7 separate regions of the Mus musculus genome follow, and all the other regions are linked to region 1. Evidence: chromatin contacts called from public Hi-C and HiChIP or PLAC-seq data. All regions are on one chromosome and are shown on one strand. The core of a region is the stretch at or near the end of the contact, and the rest is flanking DNA. Distances in the headings are between cores, read along the strand shown.

The links. A called contact is a pair of places that touch in the nucleus more often than the background predicts. HiChIP or PLAC-seq counts read pairs in DNA pulled down with a chosen protein or histone mark.
Region 2: a contact with region 1 is called in a Hi-C map of cortical neurons, with 4 times the contacts expected there. The contact joins the enhancer-like site here to the promoter of Cdh13 in region 1. A contact is called at or near these places in 1 of 484 Hi-C or Micro-C datasets (cortical neurons) and 5 of 115 datasets of contacts at active chromatin or transcription factors (craniofacial prominence, embryonic forebrain, embryonic hindbrain and 2 more).
Region 3: an H3K4me3 HiChIP or PLAC-seq map of forebrain shows a contact between it and region 1, with 5 times the contacts expected there. The contact joins the enhancer-like site here to the promoter of Cdh13 in region 1. A contact is called at or near these places in 1 of 39 promoter capture datasets (cranial neural crest), 1 of 15 datasets of contacts at CTCF or cohesin (stem cell-derived epiblast-like cells), 2 of 484 Hi-C or Micro-C datasets (cortical neurons and embryonic fibroblasts), 12 of 115 datasets of contacts at active chromatin or transcription factors (cardiomyocytes, craniofacial prominence, embryonic basal ganglia and 7 more) and 1 of 9 other capture datasets (embryonic stem cells).
Region 4: a contact with region 1 is called in a Hi-C map of muscle stem cells, with 1.7 times the contacts expected there. The contact joins the enhancer-like site here to the promoter of Cdh13 in region 1. A contact is called at or near these places in 3 of 39 promoter capture datasets (cranial neural crest, embryonic stem cells and hippocampal neurons), 9 of 484 Hi-C or Micro-C datasets (cerebellum, cerebral cortex, frontal cortex and 4 more), 17 of 115 datasets of contacts at active chromatin or transcription factors (SST interneurons, astrocytes, cardiomyocytes and 11 more) and 1 of 9 other capture datasets (embryonic stem cells).
Region 5: a contact with region 1 is called in an H3K27ac HiChIP or PLAC-seq map of SST interneurons, with 10 times the contacts expected there. The contact joins the enhancer-like site here to the promoter of Cdh13 in region 1. A contact is called at or near these places in 1 of 39 promoter capture datasets (cranial neural crest), 2 of 484 Hi-C or Micro-C datasets (both in cerebellar granule neurons), 10 of 115 datasets of contacts at active chromatin or transcription factors (SST interneurons, embryonic basal ganglia, embryonic forebrain and 5 more) and 1 of 9 other capture datasets (embryonic stem cells).
Region 6: a contact with region 1 is called in an H3K4me3 HiChIP or PLAC-seq map of embryonic basal ganglia, with 7 times the contacts expected there. The contact joins the enhancer-like site here to the promoter of Cdh13 in region 1. A contact is called at or near these places in 1 of 39 promoter capture datasets (hippocampal neurons), 4 of 484 Hi-C or Micro-C datasets (cerebral cortex, forebrain, nephron progenitors and 1 more), 10 of 115 datasets of contacts at active chromatin or transcription factors (astrocytes, craniofacial prominence, embryonic basal ganglia and 7 more) and 1 of 9 other capture datasets (embryonic stem cells).
Region 7: an H3K4me3 HiChIP or PLAC-seq map of neural tube shows a contact between it and region 1, with 6 times the contacts expected there. The contact joins the enhancer-like site here to the promoter of Cdh13 in region 1. A contact is called at or near these places in 1 of 39 promoter capture datasets (cranial neural crest), 14 of 115 datasets of contacts at active chromatin or transcription factors (craniofacial prominence, embryonic basal ganglia, embryonic forebrain and 9 more) and 2 of 9 other capture datasets (adipose tissue and embryonic stem cells).

What each region holds. Positions count from the first base shown.
Region 1 is chr8:118,281,826-118,285,557 of GRCm38.p6, forward strand. Cdh13 (cadherin 13) reads left to right here and starts at 1,786. Exons shown (of 14, transcript NM_019707.5): 1 at 1,786-2,073. The coding sequence starts at 2,029. All of the region lies in intron 2 of Gm51555 (a long non-coding RNA gene), which reads right to left.
Region 2 is chr8:119,093,016-119,096,747 of GRCm38.p6, forward strand. It overlaps Cdh13 (cadherin 13), which reads left to right. Exons shown (of 14, transcript NM_019707.5): 7 at 2,170-2,348. Among named protein-coding and RNA genes, the nearest start is that of Gm31893, 37 kb to the left of the region's middle. Within about 2 kb of position 1,561, at least 5 of the 459 cell types and tissues checked have an H3K27ac peak or open chromatin away from gene starts, as enhancers often do. A contact at or near this core is called in cortical neurons, where this site is marked.
Region 3 is chr8:119,018,929-119,022,660 of GRCm38.p6, forward strand. The region is part of intron 6 of Cdh13 (cadherin 13); the gene reads left to right. Among named protein-coding and RNA genes, the nearest start is that of Gm31893, 37 kb to the right of the region's middle. Within about 2 kb of position 2,148, at least 45 of the 459 cell types and tissues checked have an H3K27ac peak or open chromatin away from gene starts, as enhancers often do. A contact at or near this core is called in cortical neurons and forebrain, where this site is marked.
Region 4 is chr8:118,985,295-118,989,026 of GRCm38.p6, forward strand. The region is part of intron 6 of Cdh13 (cadherin 13); the gene reads left to right. Among named protein-coding and RNA genes, the nearest start is that of Gm31893, 70 kb to the right of the region's middle. Within about 2 kb of position 1,762, at least 4 of the 459 cell types and tissues checked have an H3K27ac peak or open chromatin away from gene starts, as enhancers often do. A contact at or near this core is called in muscle stem cells, where this site is marked.
Region 5 is chr8:118,950,518-118,954,249 of GRCm38.p6, forward strand. The region is part of intron 5 of Cdh13 (cadherin 13); the gene reads left to right. Among named protein-coding and RNA genes, the nearest start is that of Gm31893, 110 kb to the right of the region's middle. Within about 2 kb of position 2,049, at least 19 of the 459 cell types and tissues checked have an H3K27ac peak or open chromatin away from gene starts, as enhancers often do. A contact at or near this core is called in SST interneurons, forebrain and neural tube, where this site is marked.
Region 6 is chr8:117,658,534-117,662,265 of GRCm38.p6, forward strand. It overlaps Sdr42e1 (short chain dehydrogenase/reductase family 42E, member 1), which reads right to left. Exons shown (of 3, transcript NM_001357273.1): 3 at 2,866-3,732. Among named protein-coding and RNA genes, the nearest start is that of Sdr42e1, 13 kb to the right of the region's middle. Within about 2 kb of position 2,053, at least 74 of the 459 cell types and tissues checked have an H3K27ac peak or open chromatin away from gene starts, as enhancers often do. A contact at or near this core is called in craniofacial prominence, embryonic basal ganglia, neural progenitor cells and 1 more, where this site is marked.
Region 7 is chr8:118,883,517-118,887,248 of GRCm38.p6, forward strand. The region is part of intron 5 of Cdh13 (cadherin 13); the gene reads left to right. Among named protein-coding and RNA genes, the nearest start is that of Gm31893, 170 kb to the right of the region's middle. Within about 2 kb of position 1,820, at least 3 of the 459 cell types and tissues checked have an H3K27ac peak or open chromatin away from gene starts, as enhancers often do. A contact at or near this core is called in embryonic limb bud and neural tube, where this site is marked.

The DNA.
Region 1 (3,732 bases), core at 536-3,035:
TATTTAGGCGATCAGATGAGAACGGATGAGGCAGTGGTTTCCTCAATATCGTCTGTGGGCTCTCCGGATGGCATTGCTATCTGTAATGTGTGTAGTTGGCTAAAACAACCAAGCACCAGACATGAAAGCATTGTCACGAAGGCCCTTGGGGGGTGGGGGTGGGGGAGAATCACATGCAGTGACCTTATGGCCAAGGCGCAGACAAGGGAGGAATTTTAGAAAGCATGTCAGTTTGAGTGGGTGAGGTGCTCATTCAACGAGGTGCCGCTGAATCCGCAGTGTGACCTTAGGAGTTTTAGCCAGGAGACAAATGGAGACTCAAAGTCTGGGCAACTTGCTCTGAATAAAGAGCTGGGGTGTCAGCAGGCTAGTTCAGTTCCAGACTCTAGGGTCCTCCTTACCGTCTGCTAGTTCTTGATTGACTTAGCTATCTGCTCTTTGATACATACCAATCACTGTCTCATCATCCCAGGCCCTGTGCTGGCAGTTGAAATATTTCCCAAACCCACTGGCCTATTGCTCAGTGTCTCGCTGTGACAGATGCCACGTGATATATTGATACCAGTATTGAATGTAACTTATACACATTTTCTTTACTTTCTTTCTTTTTTTTCATTTATATATTTTTTTTTTTTGTTTTTTTGTTTTTGTTTTTGTTTTGTTTGGTTTGGTTTGGTTTGGTTTTTTTGAGTCAGGGTTTCTCTGTGTAGTCATGGCGGTCCTGGAACTCACTCTGTAGACCAGGCTGGCCTGGAACTCAAAAATCTGCCTGCCTCTGCCTCCCAAGTGCTGGGATTAAAGGCATGCGCCACCACTGCCCGGCTACTTATACACATTTTCTACAACAAAAATGGCATTCATTTTCTTTTTCATATTGCTTTGGCTACTAGGAAGCTCATTTGTCCAAATCACAGCAACTCGGTTGTAGTTGGAAGTTAGCGTTTTAGTTTTATAAACTTTTTTTGCGGTCCAAGTTTTCTATCTCAGATGGATAAATGCCTTTTATTGTAAAACCCATAAGTCCTCTCAGGAAGAAAGCTGCACGAAAATAAGGACTTTCCTGCCTTAGCTTTAGATCTCTTCGAGGGAAGAACCGCCTTATGTGTCCCTGTTTCTCTAATCTCCAACACTCCCCAACTCTAGGACTCCTTGAGCCATGGCTAGCACTGTTTCGAGCCCTTGGGAATAGCTCAGGGACTCTGAAAGGTCACATCCAAAGGGGGAAAAACAGAATTTTCTCAAGCCATGACTCACTCTGGCTTTGGTTCACGCTTGTGGAGTGTCGGCCAGTCCCACCCTCACCTGAGCAGTTAATAAAATCTATTGCTCCTTGATGGATTTTTCCTGCAAGCTAGAATTGATCTGTCCACTCTGTGATTTGTGGTGATGGCAGAAAAACACCAAACACCACCGGTGGCTGAGCCACTTTGGGGGCCGATGGGGGCGGGGGGGGGGTGAGGGGGAGAGGGCGAACGAAAAACAAAGCCAAAGAAATCTACCAGCAAGACTCTTAGGGCATAGAGGGCTGCGGCTGCGGGGGTCATTTTATGTGATTTATTGGGAATAAAGTGGATCTTATTAACATTTTAATAAAGAGAATCTTTTTTCGCAATGTGTTAGAAGTGGCTGCCGGTCCCGGGTGCAATTCCAGTTCCTAGGGAAAGTGGAATCAGTTGGCATTGCCCAGCCTGATTTGTGAGGCTGGGCACCAGGAGTCAAAAAAAAAAAAAAAAAAAAAGCCAACGTGCCGCCTCCTTGCTCGGAGGGGGCTCTCCCTGCGAGGTGCTCGCCCCTATCTGCCATGCAAAACGAGGGAGCGTTATGAAGGAATCCGTCTTGTAAAGCCATTGGTCCTGGTCATCAGCCGCTACCCAATGCTTTCGCGATGCTGCCGCTGATCTATTTGGGAAGTTGGCTGGCTGGCGAGGCAGAGCCTCTCCTCAAAGGCTGGCTCCCACGGAAAATATGCTCAGTGCAGCCGCGTGTGTGAATGCAAACGCCGCCAGGCGCTTCTTCTAGTCGGGCAAGATGCAGCCGAGAACTCCGCTCACCCTGTGCGTCCTGCTGTCCCAGGTAGGGAATGTGAGCCGCAGTCAGCGCGCTCCCACCAGCTTTCTGCATTCAGATCGCCCTGCTTGGTGATGGCCAGAAGCAATCGGAGGGACGCGGGGCTTCTGCTAGCCGCCGTGCAGATATACCCGGCTAGCTCAGATGCGAGGTCACCCTCAGCTCCGATCCTAGAGGAGCCTGGCTCCTCTTGCCGGCTAGTGTGTGTGTGTGTGTGTGTGTGTGTGTGTGTGTGTGTGTGCGCGTGTAAGCTCATTCTAGGGAAGACAGAGCCTTTTTGCAAGCAAAGCGACATCCTGGCTGACATCAAGTAGGGTAACTTTGGTTCGCCTCCTCCCGAGGTTCGTGCATCGGATACACACTCCTTTCGAGGCGACTCCTAGGGATTGTGCTTGCCCCGTAGCCCAGTGCCTTAGCCGGGAGGAGGGGGGGCGGGAAGAGCCATTCGGTTCAGCCGGCAGCCGGGCTGGGAGAGGCCGGAGCTGGCATCACTGACTTCCCGGGGCGCTCGTCCTCTCTTCGCCCAGCTCGGCTGGCGAGCTGCAAGGCGCCTCCCGCCAGCGGATCTCCGCAGCCCGGCTGCTGCTGTCTTTCAAAGCAAGGCGCCCGCCGCTCCGGCTTTGGGGTCTTCCGGCTCTCCAGCTCCGGGCTGAAAGGGGCCTGAGCACGATCCCCGGTCTCCTCTGCATAGCGCAGGCCCACTACCCCCAGCCCCTTGGGCCCCCATTGTCCAGACAGCTGGAGCTCCTGCCCGAGCCCAGGCTGCAGCCTCTGTTGTCTTCCCCGGGCGGGCGGGTGGCGCTGAGCACAAGGAAAAGTTCAAGCCTCCTCACCAGGCTGCAGCTGCCTGGCAGATAACCCTCCAGATCCTTGCGGTGCCAGGGCAAGGTTGGGAGAGCAGGAGAGGCATGTTGGGGCTCTCCTCAGCCCGGCTGAAGCTCGGAGATCCCTGGAAGTTTGGGTGTAGGAAAGCAACACTTAGGGGACAGGCCAGAGGCACTGGAGGCTGAGGAGGCACGCCCAGTCCTCCTCTAAGGACTGAAGCTCCAGGAAGCATGCTGGCATACTGGCTCGGTCCCTCCTTGTCCTTTTAGGCAGCCTCTGGGAACTAGAACTGGCAGTCTACAAGTGGGTAGTTGCAGAAGTGCAGGGCCATGCAGAGAGAATGGGGGGGGGGGGTGCGGGAATGCCTGAGGCATGGGTGTTGAGTTTTCTGGGCAGGATTCTTGGGTTCCAGTGGAAGAGGCACGGGGTTGTACATGAAGTGGGAAACTGGAGATGAAGTCAGGGTTCGGTAGGAAGCCTTCTAAGGGGAGATGGCTGCTGGAGAGGAGCTGGCACCCCAGAAATGCAATGACCATAGAAATGACCCAAGGGTGTGTGTGTGAGTGTGTGACCCTGCCAGGACCCTGGGTGACAGAGTAGTAAGATGCTTTCTGCTGGGCAGGCTCTCCTGTCCTGAGTTCTGACATCTCTGTCAGTGGACACACAGTCCTGGGGCACACACAGTTGTTGCTCTTTTCTATTAGAGGTTTTCTAGCTGATTCTCTAGGGCCCTGCTATGGATCCCATCGTTGCTTTGGAAGCAGCTCCCCACCTCTCCAGGGCTCTAACTATCCCTAAGGCAGAGAAGGTTGTGTGCCTCCTAATTTCGCAAGGTGGGGC
Region 2 (3,732 bases), core at 311-2,810, 810 kb after region 1:
TAGCTAACAGCAGCATGGGTGAAGTTCATCAAAACTTCACCTAAGCTCTAGGAGTGCATTATTAACCTGACCGCTCACACTTAATGGTTAAAAGTCTGACTCTGATTAATTGTAGGAGAATAAATCAATGTTCTAGCTTTGACGGTGGGAGGAACGTGTAAGCTTTAAAAAAAAAATCTGGGATCCAGGGTGAGCTCAATAAACTCAGTGTTTTATTTAAGCTTCTGGATATATATATATATACTATTCCACTGAAACTACAGCTCTCCTGCCATTTAGGTCACTTCAGGTAACAGTTCTGGTTGGGTACGTCACCCTGAGCATCATCATGATGCTCAAAACGTCATCAGGATAAGTAGCCATATTTGTCTGGTTGGGTTCTAGGCTGTCAGTGTTCATGACTGCACTGTTTTTAAAGTTAAGTATTAGTTGCAGAATGGCTGCATCCACTCTGTGAGAGCATGACAGATTAGACCAGCCTTGTTCCTTCATGACCAGCCCAACCCCATTACCCTCTCTCTCCTCAGATTTCACCCGCATGACCAATATGAGGCTTCACTGTTGCAAACCTTCCATTCTCCTTAGATGCAGATAGCACCTGCACCGTGCACGCCTGCTGTGGGAGTTTCCATGGCAAGGATGTTCATTCACAAAAGTGGCGAATGAGTTGCTCGCCACACTGATGTATTTTATTTGATTGTGTAACCTGGAGTGTTGTCTATGGTATACCATATCAGATCTGCCCCCAAACAACTTCAAAGGCTTTCCTAATAGGCAGGTGCTAGCCTCTTCTTGATTACCCTATTGTTAGACAGCTAGGCTGATTCCAAATTTCCTGCCACCACAGAGAGTCTACCCATGAGCTTTCTTGTGCAAACTGCTTGACATGAGCTTCCCCAAGAGTTGATGCCAAGAAGGCAAATGTATTATTTTCCCTCAGTTATTTTCCCTCAGTGAAGCCCAGTTATCCTTGTAAGTCAATATCCTGGTCTCCCTTTGTACTGGCTGGTTTTGTGTGTCAACTTGACACAGACTGGAGTTATCACAGAGAAAGGTGAGGAAATGCCTCCATGAGATCCAGCTGTGGGGCATTTTCTCAATTAGTGGTCAAGGAGGGGGGGGCCCTTGTGGGTGGTACCATCCCTGGGCTGGTAGTCTCAGGTTCTATAAGAAAGCAAGCTGAGCAAGCCAGGGGAAGCAAGCCAGTAAAGAACACCCCTCCATGGCCTCTGCATCAACTCCTGCTTACTGATCTAATTGAGTTCCAGTCCTGACTTCCTTTGGTGATGAACAGCAGTGTGGACATGTAAGCTTTCCTCCCCAGCTTGCTTCTTCTTGGTGATGGTGTTTTGTGCAAGAATAGAAACCCTGACTAAGACACTCTTCATGTTAGCAGTGTGTGAGTAAGACCCTCACAAAAGATGGCACACTACCAGCCCAGGCATTGCCAAGCAGTCTGTTTCTTCATGGACGGAGGTCCTGTGCCCGTGACTCCTGCTTGTGTTGGCAAGGTTGCACCATGTCACCATCCTCTCTATGCTGATAGTACCTGAGGGTGGCAGCTGTCTAGCAGTGTTAAGACTGCCTCGTGTCCTCTTTTCCTGGTGTAGCTTTTCCTTGAAGGCCCTTATCCTTCACCTCGCTGGTACCTTCTCACCCCATGGGTAGCTGCATCGAGAACCTCCTCGGAGCCTGGGCCAGAGAAGCCGCTCTTTGCTCCCTCCATTCCCCACTAATGATTTCTGCCCCTTTATGTATCCATCTCCCTCTCTGAGCTCCGGGATGCTATGATGTATGACCGACCCCCTTTGTGCTTCTATTTCCCCAGCACCTGTCCCAGGCCCTGGCAGGCATCCCGTGAGAGTTTCAGAAGCTCTTGTCACAGAGCCACATCCCAAATGCAATGGAAGCCTGTAAAAATAAATCGCACATCAGCAGAAGAAAAAATTAAGCTGTCACTCCACAGAACAGGGGAGCTTTCTTTTCTGTATTTCGGGTCCTTTAATGTGATAGAGCAGGCAGGAGAAGCAGAGCTCAGGAAATGATTTGTCTTTTTAATTCAGAGAGTGATGGGCAGGCTATTCCCTCGCCGTTGCCCACTGGGGAGAGGCCCTGACCATCCTGCCCCTTTGATAACTGTCTCCTACCCTTTGGCCCTGCCCTCCTTAGGGACCACGGTGATGCGGATGACAGCGTTTGATGCAGATGACCCGGCTACTGACAATGCTCTCCTGAGGTACAACATCCGTCAGCAGACGCCTGACAAGCCATCTCCTAACATGTTCTACATCGATCCCGAGAAAGGAGACATTGTCACCGTGGTGTCACCTGCGCTGCTGGACCGGGAGGTGAGCGGAAAGGATTCTGTTTTCTTCTTTGTGAGAATGGAGCACAGCTCCCCACCAAAGAGAACATATGGGAGTCAAGGGCACTCGAGACCGTAAAGGCAGGAATGAGATGTTTACACATAGTGTGGTGGCTGGATCTCAATAGATAAACAGGTTGGGATGTGACCCAGCCAGGCACTCTGCAGGGCTGGGTGGCCCTGGCTATTTCTAGTCTTTCCACCAGATGATCTATCTAACCATTCTTCAGACTCTTGAGTTCCCTGTAGAAGGGAAGGCAAGGTCACATGGGGGAGGGGAAGAAGGGGGGCATAGCTCTTTCCAAAATTACCCAGTCTGTCCTTGGTACAGCCAAGAAGTTCTATCCATGTCTGCCCCCTGTCTTCCCGCCATCTCTGCCTTTCCCCTATAAGCCCTCTGTAAAATCACCCATCCCTCAGTTCACATGTCGTCATGCAGAGATGCCCTGAGCCTCTGTTGAACCCCATATTGACTTTTTGCTCTTTCACCCAGTGTTTTAAAAGCTTTTAGAATTCGGGGCCCTAACAAAACGTTTCAGTATAATATTTCCTTTCTTTAACTCCTATGTCAAAGTCTTCTGAAAATGAGCCATCTGAGAAACCTTAGGCCTCATTTCCCTTCGCACCATGAGTCTCGGGAGATATCATGCTCAGATAAAGCGAATGCCATCTGACCCATTTAAACTGAGCCTGTGCACGGTCCTTGTCTCTATGTTGGCTCACATGTGCACCGCCACCACCCGATGTGGCCCAGTCCTTTCCTAAGTTCCGGGTCCACCCAGTAGCTCATGTGAAGTCATGCACTACACAGAAGCTGATTTGGGCTCCTAATCATCTCCCGCCCTCCCACTGTCTGAGAGCAGAGCTGGTAACGCAGCTCCTTATTCCAGACGCCTCTAAGCTTGACCCTGGATGCCATTTTCACCTTGTGACTGCCAGCCTTCCTCAATGGGCTCAGCATGGTCCATTTCACTTCAGTGTTCCCAGTGAAGCCATCCTGGGCTTAGATGTCTTCTCATCTCTGTTTTCTCAGCGGTCCCGTGTGTCTCCTAAGAGTCTGGATTAGATCAGCCCCCGCTGAAACTCTACTCTATCCCCCAAGTCTGGTTCATCCCTAGTTTTTAAATTCACACAGTAGCCAACCCACGCCAGGGTGCATATTTCCTTGAACTGTCACCTGTCTCCTTGAAGCATCTACTGGCCTGGTGCCGTATCATTCAAAAAAGGAGTCACTGCTTAAATGTGTTCATTTAAGCTTTAGATTAATTGAACTGAAGCTGAAAAAAACAAAACAAAACAAAACAAAACAAAAAACAAAACAAAACAAAACAAAACAAAACAGTTTCCGGGTCACACTCACCCTTTCC
Region 3 (3,732 bases), core at 898-3,397, 740 kb after region 1:
CTCTCACATCTGGGCACCAATCAGCTTTTGATCATCTGTGGTGCTGAGGCTCAGAGAACCATCCCCCATAACGTGGGATGGTGTATGGTATAGAACATGGGGTCAAGTAAGAATGTGGCCCCCTAAGTCCACAGTCTGTCCATCTAGGCCCCTTGATAGCTGTGGGTTTTGTAATGGCTCACAGGAACACTTGCAATGCACCAAGCCTGCTTAGGTTATTCTAATGGCTGACCCTGTGTACCTGCCTGTGCTTTCCTGTACTGTCTGGGATGGTACTGATGGCTGCTCTTTCTGAGGACTCACTATGCTATGTTCTTTACACAAATAGTAGAATTTAATCACCCAAAGTCCTGTGAAATGTTTGTAACAGTGATAGTTGCACTTTGTAGATTTAAAAAACAAACAAACAAACCAAAACAGAGGCACAGAGGGGCTAAGCAGTTTTACCAGGAATGAGTGGCTAGTGCGTAGCAGGCCAGGAATCTGAACCCAGTCTGCCTCTGGAGTGCCTATTTTCATAAGTCAATTCTGGAACTCAGTGACTACCCAAGGCATGACCTTAAAAAAGTGGGAAGGGGCTGGCTAGATGGCTCAGTGGGCAAAGATGCTTGTGGCCAAGGCTGACAATCTGGGTTTGATCCCCAGACCTCACATGGCAGAAGGAGAGAACTAATTCCCACAAGCTGTTCCCTGACCTCTACATGTATGTGTGCCATGACCACAGCATATACATGTGCGCGCACACACATACATACACACACACTGAATAATTGATAATTTTTTTAAAAGAAAGTGGGGTAAATGGTTTCTAACTGTCAGTGTTTTGGGGGGGTTTTGTTTGTTTTTTATTTTGATTTTGTTTTTTGTTTTTTCTTGTGTCTTCTCACATAGATGTTAGAGATCAAATTTGTTCTTTCCCGATGTCTGTAGGAGCACTTCATACCTCAGAGGAGCATGAGCTCCTGAGCAGTGCTCACAGACCTGTCCTGAAAAGAGTGCTCCCTGCGTCTCCTCCTTGCACCAAAGGGAGGTGATAACCCAATCGGCCTTAAATCCAAGGCTTGCCAGCCAAACCCGGCTGCACTGCTCAGTCTGCTGATGTGGTTCATACTGAGGTTTTGTTTTTTTTGTTTGTTTGTTTTTGTTTTGTTTTGTTTTACTGAAATGAAAATATACTACATGCTGCTGGAGCTATGGCTCAGTTGGTCCAGTGCTTGCCTATCTGTACAAAGCCCTTAGTTGGACCCCCAAGCACCACATGGGTATGATGGCAGGAGCCTGTAATGCCAGCACTCAGGAGATAGAAGCAAGAAGATCAGGAGTTCAAGGGCATCTTTGGCTGTTTCATAGATAGTACAATGTCGTGCAGGGATACAGGAGGCCCTATCTCAAATAAATATATTAAAAACAAGCAAACAATCCCATGCAGCCCTCTCCTGCCTCACTGAACTCTGACTCTCCTGAAAGAGCGGCGGCTGGCACATTGGTGGGCGGAGAACCCAGGTAGACTGGGTCATCCATGACATCTCGTTTTTCTGATGGTTAAAAAACATCGAAAGATCTGCCTCAGGTGTCGGGGCAGGACTCAAGGCAAGCCCTAGAATGGCTCCCGACAAATCAGAAGGCAGCTGGAGTCAGACATTACACCCACCATCATTAATAAGAGATTTGACTCTCAGTCTTTTCCAATGGGTACCTAATTTACATACATTTGCATTTATGTTCATGTATTTTGTATTTCTGTACACTTTAATCCCACCCCTTTAAACATAGCTGTAATAACTTCCCTTTCCCCTTGCTTATAATCCAGAAGTTTAAGCTTGATTTGAGCCCTCAAATTAAGGGCTAAATCCCGTCAGTCACCATGGCAATTGTACCCTTCAGACATTCCTAAGGCTACCCTGAGTTCCTCCACCGCCCTGATTTACAACATGAAGTTTAGCACCCTCGGCCTCCTTGGGAACCCAAGGGGCAAATTGGTTACTTAGCAACCTCATAAACGAAACAGCTCACAGTACAGGTTCGCCCCATTTTGCTATAATGAAATAATACATCTTGCGAGAATGAAAAAGCCGAGGTGTGTGCCATGTGCGAGGTTCACACTTTGGAGACAAGCTGTTCCTTCCACACAGATTAGCAGACAGACATTGTGTTGGCTGCCCGCTGGCTCGCAGTGACTCAGCTTTTCCAGAATGAAGTCCTTCTAGGAGAGTCCTAGGGCTGGAAGATGACTACTCGGTTATGTTGACTTTCCTAGCAGCCTCTGGGAGTGGGATGTAAATTCAGATGCTTTTAAGAGAGTGGACAGTCCCTGACCCGACTCATCCCTTCTGAGCTGTCTTGAGTCCCAAAGCACCTGGCTTGAAACTAGAGCTCATTCTTCTACCACATAAAATCTACAGCAGCAGCAGCAACAGCAGCAGAAACGGTAAACAACCGAGCTGAAGGAGGAAGGCCAAGCAAGCAAACGGCGAAGGATAATCTTCCTTTGCCATGGCCCTACTCTCTGGGCTGCCACCAGCAGATGACACCCTCTCCTGAGGCGGGCCTTCCTCAGACGAGGCTTTTCCTGCCCAGAGACCTAAACTGTGGCAAGTGACATTAAAACCAACCATTACCACCTCTCAAAGATGCCCGAGTCAGTAGATTCTAAGATGGCGTACTGTTGGCATAGGAGAGCCGCACACACCCGGCACCTCATCTCTCTATTATCTTCAGCGCCTCATGGAATGTAAATGCAGTGTAGGTTTTTGCTGAACGGTGTTTAGGGAACGATGAGAGAAAAGCCTACACATGCTCCATACAGATGTCACTATTTCTCCCCAAATGCTTCTCTCCGGGAAAACAGGTCGAATGCAAGGCACAGAGCCCGTGGATGTGGAGGGCTGTCAGTATGAACATTGAAACATTCCTTCTCTGTGACAAAGCCTTCCTCAGCAGTTTCCCTGAGACCCCTCCAGTCAGGATGTAGCCCCTACCGAAGGAGGAGTTCTGTTCAGAAACACACACAGTCCACCCATGACTCGTGCTGTCAGAGCAGAGGCCACCTGCAGCTGGCTCTGCACCTGTCTCCTTTTCAGGACTGCTCAACATGTGTGTGGGTCCCCTTCCTCTGTGATGGCCATGTGGGAGCGCATATCATGGGTGATGGGTGACCCATCCCTTCTTTTAATTCCTGAGTGTTCTTTCTATACTGCGGAAAATGTCTGAGGCAGAAAATGAAGTCACCCGTAACCTCAGGATCCAGATAAGCAGATTCATAGATTTTCCTCCCCTCTGGGTGAATTGAAAGCAACAGATGTTGATGGTAAAAATGAAGATGAAGCAGGGGATCATAACAAGACAGTCTGAGAAGGACAAGTCTCCCATCTCCTACAGTCCCCGCCCCTCTCTCCCAGCAGTCCCTGGGAACTAATAGCCTAGCATATGTGCTTCTTTATTTGTTTAAGGCTGGATCCCAGAACAATGCACACTCCGCATTCTTTGTGAAAGGCGTTGTCTCACTACCTATTCTCACAAACACACACATCAGCTTTAAGAGTTCCCTGAGGGTAGAGGCCCTCTCCACAGGGCGTGTGTCACCCCCTGGCTGCTGTCTCAGCGGGAGCGATGAGGCATCTTAGTTAAAACTATAAATAGGCATGGAGGACGACCCTGGGCCCTCAGCCCTCTCAACCCCCTAGGAGCTAGACTGTAGCTGTGGTCAGAGCATACCCTTGCTGTCTTCACAGC
Region 4 (3,732 bases), core at 512-3,011, 700 kb after region 1:
ATGTTTGCGAAATGCATTAATATGTCACGCGGGGAACAGCCGCAGAAATTTTAAAGTTTCATTTATTTTACCTCTCCTTGTGGGGAATCTTGATTTCTAAGTCCCTGGTGGAAAATTAGCCACGGGAGATACCGAAGGTGGACGTCCTAAGTCCAGAGCAAAGGTGGCAAGGAAATTGTCTGCTGATGGAGCTAATGAAGACTGAATGTGGCAGTGAAGGATGCCCAGGGAGCCTCTCTTTCCCACTTACTGTTACAGATCAAGCTCCAGGGCAGCTATAATAGTCCAGATATGAAGCTGTGGCTTTCTTGTGTATTTCACTTCATTGCAGTCTTTCATGGCCCCAAGAAGTTGATAAAGGAATTCTCATTTACAGATAAGGAGCAGGCTCTTGGTGAGCAGAGGACTCACGTGAGTCTTGGGTTGCCCCTCAAGTCTCTCCTGAACACATGCATTTCAAGCAAAGATCAGTAGAAAGGAGGTCACCTTCAGCCCTTAATCCATAAGAGGAAGGGGACCAGGGCCACGGGTGCTCGATCCATCCAGGGGTCAGGTGTCAATGGAAGGGTTTTTTTTTTTCTCCAATATTTAGCAGGGTTCTCCAGAAAAACAGAATTGTGGGGTGTGTGTGTGTGTGTGTGTGTGTGTGTGTGTGTGTCCCCACAACTACACATGCCTGTGTATTTATTTATTTTCAGACTGTATTATTTTATTTTGCATGAGTGTTCTTCCTGCTTATATGTATGTGTGCCATGTGAGTACCTGTCACCTGTGAAGGCCGGAAGAGGGTATTGGATTCCCAGGAGGACCTGGAGTTAGAGACATCTGTGAGCTGCTGGGTATATACTGGGTGCTAGGAACTGAACCCAGGTCCTCTGCCAGAGCAGCCATTGCTTTTAACTCCTGAGACAGCTCTTCAGCTCCAAGAGATGTATTACCAAGAACTGGCTAATGGACTAGAGAGACGACTCAGAGGTTAAAGAAGGCTTACTGATCTTGGCGAGGACCAGAGTTTGGTCTCTGACACCCATGTCAGGTGGCTCACAGCTGCCTGAAAGGTCCAGCTCCAAGGGGCCCTATGCTGTCTGTTTGTCACCTCAGGCCCCTGCATTCACATATGCATAGATGCACCCATAACACATGTAATCAAAAATCAAACCTTTTAAAGAAGAAATCACTGGTGCGATCATGAAGGCTGAGGTGTCCCAGCGTCCACAGGCAGCAGGTTGAAGACCCAGAGAAGCCGACCTGTGGTTCCAGCTGTAGGCCTAAGAACCAGAGAGCAAAGGCTGCAGCTTCCGGCCCAAGAGCAGGCGGGGTCGTGACCTTGGAAGAGCTGATGTCTCTCATCATTCTAAAGACTGGAAAAGTCCACCATCCCAGCTGCTCAGGGAGGCAGGGGGAGACTCTTTCTTAGTCGTCCTTTTTATCCTGCTCTCCCTTCAGCTGATTAGATAAGGCCCATTCACTTCAGGGAGGACAACTGTCTTATTAAGTCTGCAGAATCAGATAATGTCACCCGCAAAGCCCTTTAGATGGGCCCAGAAAACAAAACATTTGACTGTCTGGGTGCTGAGTAGCCCAGCCAGGCTGAAACACAGAGTTAATCACATCAGTTCTAACAGCACCCACCCTCTTGTGACTCCAGCCACAGAGAAAGAAGCAGAGGGACTGTCACAGGTGTAAGGCCAGTTTGGTCCACACAGTGGGGTCCTTACTAGTCAGAGCTACATAGCAGAACACACTCCAAAAACCACAAAAAAGGATACAGTCAACCATCACACACAGTGGTATGCAGATATCTGGCCTCCAGTTTCCAAGGCCTAGGGCTATGCCTGTGATGGGTTTTACCACATGCCCACAGAGTCCCTTCCCATATAACCACAGTGACTCAACAGCTGATCTCAAAGATGGGGCACCTTCCTGGGCTAACCCAGGGCAACCAAAATAATCACTTGAGCTTCTAGGCACAGAGGACAAAAGTACGGAATGTGCTGTGTTGGACTACAGTCCGGCGGTCACACAGAACACTCAAAGCCGACTCCACTGCCCACATAACACTTCACACCTCTTGATCAAATCTCAGCTCTGGCTCTCCCCTGTCCCCAGTTCCTCATCACCACCGTCCTCCCTGCTTCTGGGAGATAATCTTTCTTAGACTCCACACACGACATACAGGGTTGATCTATCTGTGGCTGGTTAATTTTGCCAGGCAAAACATCCTCAGAACTCACCCACAGCATCGCAAGTGACAGGGCAGCTTGAGATGATGGATGCATTAATCAGTTGGATTTAATCACGCAACACTGTAAACACATATCAAAGGATCACAGTCTAACCCACGGATATAGACACTGGTGACTTGTCAATCAAACTAGGAGCAATCTGAGGCAACAAACTGACTTTGAGAAAAACAACAGAGCTGAGAGAGAGAGAGAGAGAGAGAGAGAGAGAGAGAGAGAGGAGGGGAGAGGAGGAGGAGAGGATGGGGAGAGGGAGAGGACGGAGAGGGAGAGAGGGAGAGGGGGAGAGGGGGAGGGGGAGAGGGAGGAAAGGGGGAGAGGGGGAGGAGAGGGGGAGAGAGAGGAGAGGGAGAGGGAGAAGGAGAAAGGGAGAGGGAAGAGAGAGGGAAACAGGGGAGAGGACAGAGGTCCCTCTGAGTAGTTTCTATCTTGAGTTTCGGAGCAAATCGCACCTATGGCTGCCCTGAAAGTAGACCACATGGGAAGCAAGGTTGGAAATCCTCCTGCCTCCATCTGTGAAGAGGGCCTTTCTCCTGATCTTCTCATATGAAACCCTTGACACCTTGATTCAGCTCCTCTGGGCGCAGACTTATGACGACAGGCGCTGGTGGTCAGATGTGACGTGTGTTCTGTCTGGGGTTGCCGTTACCACTTGAGTACACCAGCAGTGAGCCAAGCTGCTCCCTACAACCCTGTGATAGAAATCAATGAAAGAGCGAGCTCACAGATCATTCAACAAGTGGCAAAAGGTCAGTGGCTAGTGAACCGCCAGTTTAGAACTCCAGTCTCATCCTTGAAACAGCATCAGTGGACCTAGGGACCCAGAGCAGCGGCCGTCTCCTGTGGTTAGAAGTATTTTGATATTTTTAGTATTGTGAGATGACAAACCGACATGGCCTCCACCTTGAAGGGATCACCTCAGATGTATTAAAGAACTTTGCCACGCCCAGGTCCTTTTCCCTCTCAGAAGCCCAACCACCATTCACTCAACCTCCCCTCTCTTACCCAGAAGAGACATCACTCAGCAATGATGCCATTCATTGGAGATGGCATGTACCTGCACGAGGATAAACTCTCATCAATGAAGAAGAGTTTGCTGCCACCCCTACACAGTAGTCAGTAGGCCACACCTCACACAGTGTCCCATTATCTCCTAGGAGCCAAGCTGCGTGGGATGTTTGCTTTAAAATATAGTCTCTTCTGGCTCACCTTTCATTCTAGAATTCCTGTGGCGTATGGAGTATGGGACAGAAAGTGACATGGTACCAGAGGCCCATTGGACATGCAAACTTTATATGCCCCAGTACAGGGGAACGCCAGGGCCAAAAAGTGGTAGTGAGTGGGTAGGGGAGTGGGGGTGAGGGTATGGGGGACTTTTGGGATAGCATTGGAAATGTAAATGAGGAAAATACCTAATTAAAAAGAAAAAACAAAACAAAGCATAAGGAGCCAAAAAATAAAAAAATAAAGGAGGCAAACACATAAGCCT
Region 5 (3,732 bases), core at 799-3,298, 670 kb after region 1:
TTATAAGCCAAGAATCTGGCACAGAAAATGAAATATAATAGGGACACTATATATGTAGATATAATATTTATTTATTTATATATCTATGTATAGATAGAGAGTATTGGATGAATAAATGATAATGATAAAAATATGAATATAACTGAATTTACTTAAAAGACATCTCCGGATGTCAAGATTCTTTTCTCCTATTCCTCCCCTTTTTGCATTGAATTGTCTAGAATGTGTCAGAAAACACTTCCTACATAGGGCCAGATAATAAATATTTTAAGCTTTGTGAGCCATGCAGACTCTTCAGTAACTACTTGGTTCTGCATTCTTAAGTCTGAGCATCCACATGGAAGAATGAGGATAGCCTCAATCCCACACTCCATCTGCAAACAGGAGTCCGTTTATGTCCTCAGGTATGGAGTCTGGCTCAGGGGCTGGAACGCAGTGTCTTTGATCATGTTCCTGTACTTGGTGCTTTCATATTACTGTTTTAATTCTTGAGGATTTTTTTTAAATGTACTTACATCCTTCTGAATGTATCTGAACATGTGAATTCAGTGTTCACGGAGGCCAGAAGAGGGCATTGCATCCCTTGGTTGCTGAAGTTGCAAGTGGTTGTGAGCCACCATGTAGTTGCTGGGAATCGAACCCATGTCCTCAGCAAGAGCAGCACATGCTCTTAACCACGGAGCCATCTATCTCTCCTTCTTAACTTTTGATTCCTACAGATCTCCCCATAATCCCAATCACCTCTCTTCCCATAATTTGTTTCCCAGAAGACTCTGAAAACATAGCTGAGCTGACACCTCATTTAGAAAACGTCCTTTGACCTACAAAATGGATCCAGAAACACTTTGCCCATTAGTGAGCTCAGCACGGCCTTGGGCTGTCACATGTCATTCATTCTTTCTTAAATAATCCCGTGAATCTGCTTGCTTTCACTTGAACAGGCATTTATTTCAACACTGTAGTCCACAAGCTGCTGCTGAAAAAAAAAAAACCCTACCATCACCAAATATATAAAAGATGCTGTGTAAATGTTAGACTGAAACACAAGAGAGGGAAGATGCTGTGTGCCAAATGGAGTCTCCCCCTTGCACAAGTGCGGAGGCAAATGCTAGAATAAAGAAAGCGGACGGGGACAAAGGGATTCACTAAACAGAAGGCAGCAGACAAAGTCATCACTGAAGAGGAGGCCCTTGTGAGGAAGTGCGTCCCAGCATTCCCATCTGTTACCGGAGAACATAAAGTTTTCTCTTTTCAACTAGAATTTTCACCAGGTAACAACAGTGAATATTGCACTGGTCTTCCGAGAAATATTTTAGTAGACATGCCTCCCCCAACATGCGCTACACCTACCCGGATGTGCCACATCAAGTCTCCCATCTGGGGCTAATCCTGGGGTGGGTACTAGAATCTTCAGGCCTCCCTCCGCTGCATTCAGGACCGTGGACAGCGCCCAATGGCGCGTTTGTTCACCTCCTGATGGGTTTGGGGAGTCTAGGGATGGACTGTTCCAGGGATGAGTCTCCAGCAATGGTAGTGTTGTAGGATCAACCTCACAAGTTCAGAAGAGAGCAGAAGTGCCAGCTGCATCGTGCTTCCATAGCTCTCACCCGCTGTGCCCCAGCAGCTTGCCCAGTGAGTCTGTGAACCGCGGGGAGGGTGAGGCTGTGCTTCTGCCCAGTGTGTTGCAGATGCATGCGAAGGGGACATCAGGGTCGTGAAAGTGGCTTTCAATGACACTTTTCAATTCTGAGCCGTCCAGGACACTTGAGAAAGTTGAGTGGCTGTTAGGCAAGGGAGGTCTGAGAGGGTACATAATGAAGTCGAATAGAATATGGGCTTAGTTATAAATAGGGCTGTCTATTCTGCTTGCTCAGCAAAGAGACCATTCCCCAATCTGATGCAAGGGCATGTGGCCAAAAGAGAAGAGATGATACAATCTGGGTTGAAATCCAAAAGAATCTAACAGCAGGGGTCTGATCATGCCGCAGTCATGACTGGCTGCTCGAGGCAATTTCCCCCCCCCCACAAATGAAAAATCAGAGGAGAGATGCTGAGCTAGGGTTCTGAGAATGGCGGGGAGGGATTTATGTAAGAAATATGAGCCTATTCTGGGAACTTGGATTGCCTCATTTATAAAGGCAGGGACAGATGGGATCACTTTGGTGGGGAGGAATCTGTATTAAGTTCTACTTGCATTATTTGCCTTCGTTTAAATATGCTTATTAGTAATATGTGTGTCAGAACAAAACCATTTGCTATCAATCATCACCAACAATGAACACTCCCATGTTGAATCATCAGTCGGCATGTTTTTGACAGTTAACAACGGGTGCACTGAAGTCGGCTTCTTCCCTTGAAATGGAAGGAAGATGTTTCCGCTGAATTCTTAATACTTTGCTTTGGGGCTGGGTCCCCCCTCGAAGAATTTTTAAAGGTCTCATTTCTCTCTTGTCTATTGAACTGTCCTCAAGGGAGAGTAAAATATCTTCCTGATAAAATGAAGAGAAAAAAGAAAGAAAGTCTTTAGCTGATTCTCTGTTTGTTTCATTTATGGAAAATAAACTCTCTGAGAGACTTTGTTTCTGTGTGCTGTGGAAACAGAGCTCACGCAGTTGTCCTGGTGAGCTTATCTTTCAGCAGACATCAAAAGACTGCATCATGGGCAGTGTCCTAGTTAGTCCTGTCAACGTGCGAACTTGACACAGCTTAAAGCCACCTGAGAGGAATGCCTACATTGAGGGATTGCAAAGATTAGATTGGCCTGTGGGTGTGTCTGAGAAGGGTTGCCTTGATTGTTAATTGATGTAGGAGCACCCGCCCCACTGTGGAAATCACTATTCTCTGAGGAAGGTCGTCCATCATCCTGGGATTTATGAGAAAGCTAGCCAGGAAGGCATCCGCCTGTGGGTAAACCAGCAAGCAGCGTTCCTCTGTGGTTTGTTTGACGTTCCTGCCCTGACTTCCCTCAGTGGTTGTGAGCCAACACAAACCCTTTCCTCCCTTAAGTTGCTTGTGGTCATGGTGTTTATCACAGCAACAGAATGGAAGCAGAAGATAGCTGGTAACAACCAGAGCCCGGGGAATGGTACTGGGAGGAGGGCGGTGACTATTTTCAATCAATTCTTCAAGAAAGGCATGTGCTTTTGAGGACAGGTGTGAATGAAAGAGGTTAGGGGGCAGAGCTATGGAAACCTATAAAGGAAACAATGTATCCGGTGAAGGCACAGCACGTACAAAGGCCCTGCAAACACAATTACTTTGGTAACTTTGAAGTAAACCAAGAAGTGTGTGGTGGTACCCAAGTGGTTCTAGACAAAGAGATCCAATCAAGGATGTATCCAGCTCACCTAAAACCTACAAGATATCCAAAGCTAGAGAGAAAAGTCCCACTCAAAATTTGAAAGCTAATTTTGGAATCTGAGGGGCATGGGAGAGAGCATAGGACAGTTACGAGAGAATTGCATGAGCAGGAGGTGACAACTTGTCCAAGAGGGTGACCCACAGATAGTGAGCAATGCCCAGGTTTATCATAGAGTTTAAATTTCTAGTGGGGACCAGATAGTGGGCTGGAGGTGTGGGATTCTCAAACTATACCAATTTGCACTGGAGAGATGGCTTTGAGTCCACTCAAGCAAAGCTAGTGTCTTAGACATGCTTAATAAGAAAGCAGGGTGGGAGTTTGAAAGATGGCTCAGCAGCTAAGAATAAGTACAACCCTTGCAGAAGAGCGGG
Region 6 (3,732 bases), core at 803-3,302, 620 kb before region 1:
AGGACCAATCTCTGGAGTCCCTGGAGCCTTGGGGGATCAGGTGCTGGGAGGAAAGTTGAGAGGAGGATGCTGAATGGTTCTTCTTGGTCAGGTGACTACAAGCAGCCTTCTGATTGGTTAGGCCTGCAAGTGGCGCTCATCCCCGTGGAAGTGGCAGGTTGTGGATTTGTCTTTAAAGTTCTTGTCACAGCCTGCCTTGGTGAATTGTAAGCATGTAAGAAAGAGACCCTGTCTCAAGAAACAAGGTGGATAGTTGCTGATGAACGACACACAAGGTTAACATCCGATTCTTCATGGCGCGTGTCTGATACGTAGGTATACTGGAACACATACACACTCAAAAACTCTGACAGCCTCTGCCTATCTGTGGGGAGAGTGCCGATCACTCTATTCCATCCGTATCCCCTCCCACTTTCCTGAGCATTCCACAGGATCTTCAATTGTCACCATATCCCGTGTGAAATGTCTCCAGTTACCTTCTAGGTCTTTCCTAGTCTTGACTTAGCTAACACATGATTGTACCATGATGGGCTGTTTGTGAAGGCTGGGGACAGTAAATTACGTGTCAGAACGTGTATTTACCCCTACAAGGAAGGAGAAAACAGCCCACCAGATGTATGGTAGGCTAACCCTGGCTTCCCATAACCTCCGCCATCTGGTGGCCGTGACCTTGTATGACCATCATGGTCATATCCACGGAATAGAGCTAAGCGATTTGATCAGTTAATGTCTCACATGGACATTAACATTAACACTTTGTTGTGGAATTGTGGTGTGTGACTGAGTCTATGGTTGTGAGATCTTTTAAGACCTCAGACCTCATGTGGGGGCCTTCCAGACGACAGAGTTTACAGGAACTTTGGTCCCTTAGTGGTCTGGGCAGCTGTTCCAGTAGAACATTCATCTCAAAGAGATCTGTGGGTGACACTTTTGTCTGACTGGACGACGGGCAACAAGACTAACGGGAAACACAGGGTTCAGAATAATTCCATTTGTAATGAGCACTGTCAGGTCTACTGAAGGAACATGAAACGTGAAGGGGTGTCTGGAGCAAGCCGGATGCAGGCCATCCTCAGTAACCTGCAGATACAGGCTACTGGCCCTGGAGCATCAGTGATGTGGTGGGGGAGGGGGGGGGGTCAGAGCCCAGACTCCATGCCCGTTCTCAACACTCCCAAGACACTCCTCTCCCACATGGGATAAGACTGATCTCTGCTGCTACTGGTGTGTGTGTGTGTGTGTGTGTGTGTGTGACAGTTTGTGACACTTAAGACCCACCTCACCCTCCTGGATTACCTGTTTTAGAGGACACAAAAAGCTACATCATGACAATGTTCAGCAGTCATATAGAAATGTTCCTATGACATGTGAGACCTTTTCCTCTGTCATGTGACGGGGCATCCTGAAAATTCTAAATGAGATGCTATTTAGAACACATTCTGAGGGGGGCCCCTGAGGTGGTGCTCAGCGACAGTGGTACCGGCCTCGTGTGTCAGTAACCCTCTCACACGGACATCTTGTGGTGCTCCTTGCCTGAAAGCCTAAGATAGTTGAGCCACCTTCCTCAGAGAGCCTAGAGACAGGCTACAAACATACTGCTCTAAGAGCAGTGTGGCCCTCGTATTTATGGGGAAGATTCTCGGGTAAGAGCACCCCAACACTTCATCCTTTATGTTCTCAACAAGCCACTGTGAGACCGACTACTTCACAAAAAGGGCCAGTGTGGTTGGTTCCATTTCTCAGACATAGACAACCAAGCTCTCTAAAGGTACTTGGTAAAGACAGATGATGTGTGCCTTGTAGCATTAAGTTTAGGACATCCCTCAAAGTATCCATCCTCCATTCAGCAGGGACCATGCAGCTATTAGATGCTCAAATTCTCCCAGAATAACTGTGTACCGTCCACTGCAACACCCCACCATGCTTCACTACTGCCTTCCTGCAGATGAGACTTTGGCACAGCAAAGACTTTCTTCTCCCTCCTCTGGTTCCTAGGCAACCGTGCAATATAAACATCTTCCGCGGCAGTTCACTGGGTGGCCAGACAATGTGGCTGCTGTTCCTCACTGGAAGCTGCTTTGAGAGGCCACACTTTCCCCAACAAGCAGCACTACACTGTGATTTCACACAGCGCACACTGCGGAGGGCTCCTGGGGGAATACTCACAGACATTCCAGAAACTTCAACAACAACTGGCCCTCTGAAGAGAATGCTCTCAGGAAGAGACCCATCGGAAGAAACATACCGTGACAATACTGGTAACAATGGTGACGTGCATGCATGTGTGTATGTGTGTGTGTATATATGTGTATGTATGTTATGTGCCTGTGTGTGCATGTGTATATGCATGTATGTGTGTGTATGTGCCTGTGTGTGCATGTGTGTATGTGCATGTGTGTGTGTGTGTGCTGTAAACATCTAATTTAATCTTTAGAAGGGTCCTAGGCAGTAGGCTATCTATCTCTCTGCTTCAACACAAACGCCCTTGTCCCGCCAAGGGCAGAGGCTTTTAGAGGCTCCTAAGACCTCTGCTATGCACAGCTAGCTAACCCTGTAACACCACTTTCCCCTGAGATTGCTCTGTGAGGGATAAGACCCAAGCCTGAGTGCGGCTTATTCCATACCAGTCTGAATCTCACTGCTTTATGCACACGCAGTGTAGGAGATGCTCACAGGTTCTTCTTTGGCCTCCAAGGTAGAGTTCCTAACCCAGCTTATACCCTTTCCTGGCTTCAGGGTGTCTTTCTGCTGCACTTGGCTAGGGTTCAAGGACATAGAAACCAAACTCCCAACTTACCTTTGTGTCTTCTTGTGTTCCAACAGGGTCAGTTGAGACAGAGGAAAGTAGTGAATATTTAACCCAATAAGTCATTTTTCCTTTTTATTTATTAGCATGGGTTAAGTATATAACAGTTTCATTATAACATTTCGAACATGTATATAACGTAGTTCGATCCGATTCACCCCCACACCCTCTTTTGTCCCATTCCCAGTCTCTTCCCAACTAGATTCCTGTCTAAACTGTGTGTATGTGTGTGTGTGTCCCAGAGAGTTTCACTAAGCTTGCTTACAGGGGCATGGGGCAATTCAGAAGTTACGAAACCACTAGAGAAAGTGTCTCCCGCTCCCCAGAAACCACCAGTCACCTCAGCTTTTCAGGGAGGAGTAGGTATCGAGCTTCTCCCCTTCCCATGGCAGGATGGTGATAGGCCTCAGCGTATGAGTCTAGTAGTGCATCACAGTTACCGTTAGGTCACGGGGACAGTAGTCATTTCATTCTCAGCAGACAGACTCCCCAACACCCGCCCCCTACCTTCCTCCAGCTTTTGCGTCCTTCCTACCCCTTTTGCTACAGAGTCCTGTGAGGCTATGAGGGAGGCTAATAGGGTGTCTTGTCTATGGATGAACACTCAACACTCAGCACTTGGACCGGATATGAATCTCAGAAGTATAACTGGTGCCCCTACGGCAGAGAGAAGCACCTCTGATCACAGCTGAGAGTAGCACTAATCTACAGATATAAATGTAAGAACTTAGGAAGTAGCGTCACGGGCACAGCTTCTCTATCCGACAAAACTAACAGCGGTAGGCCATACTTGGCCTATGACCTCTCTATCCATGAGCCTCTGGACAGGTTTATAGTACCAGGAACAAACTCTCCCTCCCATGGAGCCAGCCTCCAGTTCAATTCTGAAGTAGTTGGTTATTCCCCTAACAGACATATCGCTGTTG
Region 7 (3,732 bases), core at 570-3,069, 600 kb after region 1:
ATATTAGACTCCAGGCTATACATACAAACATACATACATACACACTACACACACATACATACATATATACATATGTACACACACATATATACATACATACACACATATACACACACATATATACGTACACACATACATACACACAGTATACACACACATATATACCTACACACATACATACATATACATACATATACATGCACACACATATATACATACACACACATATATACACATATATACATACACACACATATATATACACATATATACATACACACATACACGTATACACACATACATATACATTCACACATACATACATACACACATATACACACATAAATACACACACATACATATATACACATATACATACACAAACATACATACACACATACATACACATTCACACATACATGAACACAAATATATACTCATACGCATACACACATATACACATATACATACATACATATGTACACATACATATACACATACACATATACACACATACACACTCATACACAGACATACATACATATGTACACATACATACATATACATACATAAATACATAACACTTATGCATACATATACCCACATATATACATACATACATATACACATATATACACACACATATATACACACATATATGAATAGGTACACATACATATATACATAATGCATGCAGCAGGGTGAAGATGAAGCAAGGAGATACACCTCAGTGGGGCCGTCATGCTGAAAACAGAGAGCAGGCTCTGAAAGATGAACACACCTTGCTCATCTTTCTTGTCTGAAGTATGGATTTCTGAAGAGTGGGCTCTGGGGACAGGGTGGCATATCTCTGATGTGACCAACACATAGGTGCCAAGGACAATTAACAGCTCTGTGGCGGAGAAACCATTAATGCCAGAAGAGATCTTGCCATTCAGAGCCGTTAATTTAGCATGACACCAACAGGAGTGTTTGTGTGTGCTCATCATGGTTTCAGACATTCTTCCCTAATTGAGTTAATTAAAAGTTAATGGCATAAGAGCATATCCCGATGCTATAAACGACAGGCACGTGACCTGTTCTCATACTTTATCATTTGCATAAATCTTTCACTCATAGTCAAACGCCGCCTCTGAAAGAGTCCATTCCACACCGGTGCCTCTCCTCCCTCTGAGGAGGGCAAGTTCACTGTCCTCTTTGATATATAAACAAAGGGTGCTGGGGAGAGAACAGAAGCTTCCATTAATGCTACCTGTCACTTCTACCTTGTTCTTAAGTATCTCAATGGCGTAAGCCCCCAAAGTTACAGCTGTGGACAGATGGACAGACGCTGCTGCTGCTGCTGCTGCTGCTGCTGCTGCTGCTGCTGCTGAGGTGGTTTGAATAAGATGGAGGACAGGGAAATGGTGGTTAAGAGCAAGTTCTGAGTTAGACTGGCACAAATCTTAAAGCTGTGACAGTCGCCAGGCCTGGCTTCTCTCCTGTGAAAGGGAGCTCGTAAAAACGTCCAGCATTCTCAGCATCACCAGGAAAGCTTCTTTCCGACACTCGGCAGAGGTAGCTGCACAGTGAATCCAGACGCAGGCTGCGTGGTCCATCTTCAGCATTAATGGATAAGTCCCTAGGCGTGACTCCACCCACTTCTTTTTCCAGCATCTTTGATCAGATGGCCGGCGGATATGCTTTTCTTATGTGTCGCCTCGCTAGATAAATTTACCTCATAAATACTGCCCCCAAAGGAGTGGCAAATGTGTCACAAGCCTGGGAGCATCTGGAAATGGTTCACATAAGGAAGGAGAAGGTCAGGAGGCAAAACTCTGCCTGGGCAGCCTCACTATGGTTTAGCTTAAAACTTAATGCCAGCAAACCTCCCAACTCAGAGCAGAGCTAAGAGCCAAACAAAGACTTCTTGTGTCTCCAATACAACGAATCATAGCCCCTCTTCAAACCTGGGAGCCAAGCCTCCTTTAGGGCTGAAATTCTAAGGACAGGTGGTGATGGGTCTCCATGAAACCTAATGGATGTTACTCATAAGTAACTTTATTTATTTTTTTCAAATTACATTTATGTACACATGTGCTAGTATCCCACCGTACATGTATGGACGTCAAAAGACAACATGTGGGAGACAGATCTGTTCTCTCACCAGCTAGGCCTTAGAGATGAAAGGTTGTCAGGCTGGGCAGCAAGGGCCCTCACCCACTGAGCCATCCCTCTGGGCCTGACTTTTGATGGGTTTTAACAATTAAAAGTTATACAGAAGACAAGTTCACGTGGCTCTTTCTTGGGATAATTCTTACCGAAGGTCAAAAGATGGCTTTTAGATATCTGATAGTAAGTTCTACAGTTCTTGCAAAGAGAGCCAGCCCTGGCTTCCTGGCTTGCGTTCTGGGCATGTGCAGACTCAGCACAAAGCTGCCGGGGGGAGGGGGAGGGGGGGGCTGTACCCACCACCCCCACTTCTCACGGCTTCTAGCTCTTCTCCATCTCCTGCTACTTAAGATGTTGGTCATCCTTGGGGGCTCCCAGAGACTGAACCACTAACCAAAGAGTAAGCACAGACTGGACCCCCACAAGTATGTAGCAGACATGCAGCATGTTCATTTGGGTCTGCCCGATGACAGGAAAAGGGGCTGCCCCCGAATCTCCTGCCTGCCTGTGGATCCCATTCCCCTAACTGAACTGCACTGGCTTACTTCAGTGGGAGAGGATGTGCCTAGTCCTGCAGTGACTTGATGTGCCAGGATGGGTTCATAACTGGGAGGGAAGAGATCCCTTCTCACAGGAGAAGGGATGGGGAGAATGGGGGGGGGGGGGAAGAAGTTGTGTGATGGGAGCTGGAGGAGAGGGGGCTGATATTACTATGTAAAGTGAATGAATAAATAAATTAATGGGGGGAAACGTTGGTCCTGATGTGGAAACGATACAGTGATCTGAGAGTAAATTAGAACACCCAGTTTTAACAACACTGATCTGAGATGCTGTGTAAAAGTATATTTCAAAGAAAGTCCTCAAGGGATGTGCAGGGCTAGGAGTCCAGCATCCTAGAAAGAACAAAATGCTTGTGAGCATCTAGCCCTGGAGACCCTAGAATCTTTCTTGGTCTTCTCTCTGGCACCTTGGATTCTGTGTGAACCAGCTTCCCCTGAAGGAATCTGCGAGACAGGCTGTTTGGTTACTTTTAGGCTCACCCTTGCCAGGACGTGACTCCATAGCTCTGTGCCTTTCAGCATCTGCCTGCTGGGTGCTAAGAGTCTAGGTCTCTAAGTAGCTCCCAGGTGATACCCCATGACACTGGACTGCCAGACCACGCTCTGAGCAGCCGGAGAAGAGAAATCACACATGTGAAACCTGCTGTTTCTATGATGTTGCCCACAACCCCTCCCGACCAGGCCCCTTCTCACCATCAAGGGCATCTTATCTTGTCACGTATTTTTTTTTCCATGGCTTCATATAACATATTGACTCTTTAAAAAGCAAAAACAAAAATTACGTAGATGAAGTCAAATGTTGGTCCAGAAGCGCCTAAAGCATATGGAAGCTGGGTCTTGGAGCGGCTATGATCCGGGCTGGGTCTCAGGGCGGCTATGATCCGGGAGACTTGGGGCACTGGTAGCTTCAGGTGTGGCCAGCGGAATGAACTGGCCTGATAGATCCTTTGTCCACTTCCCTGAACACTCAGACTTCAGGAGAGGAGTTCAGATTTCCACTGGCATGGCCAGTCTTCTCCAC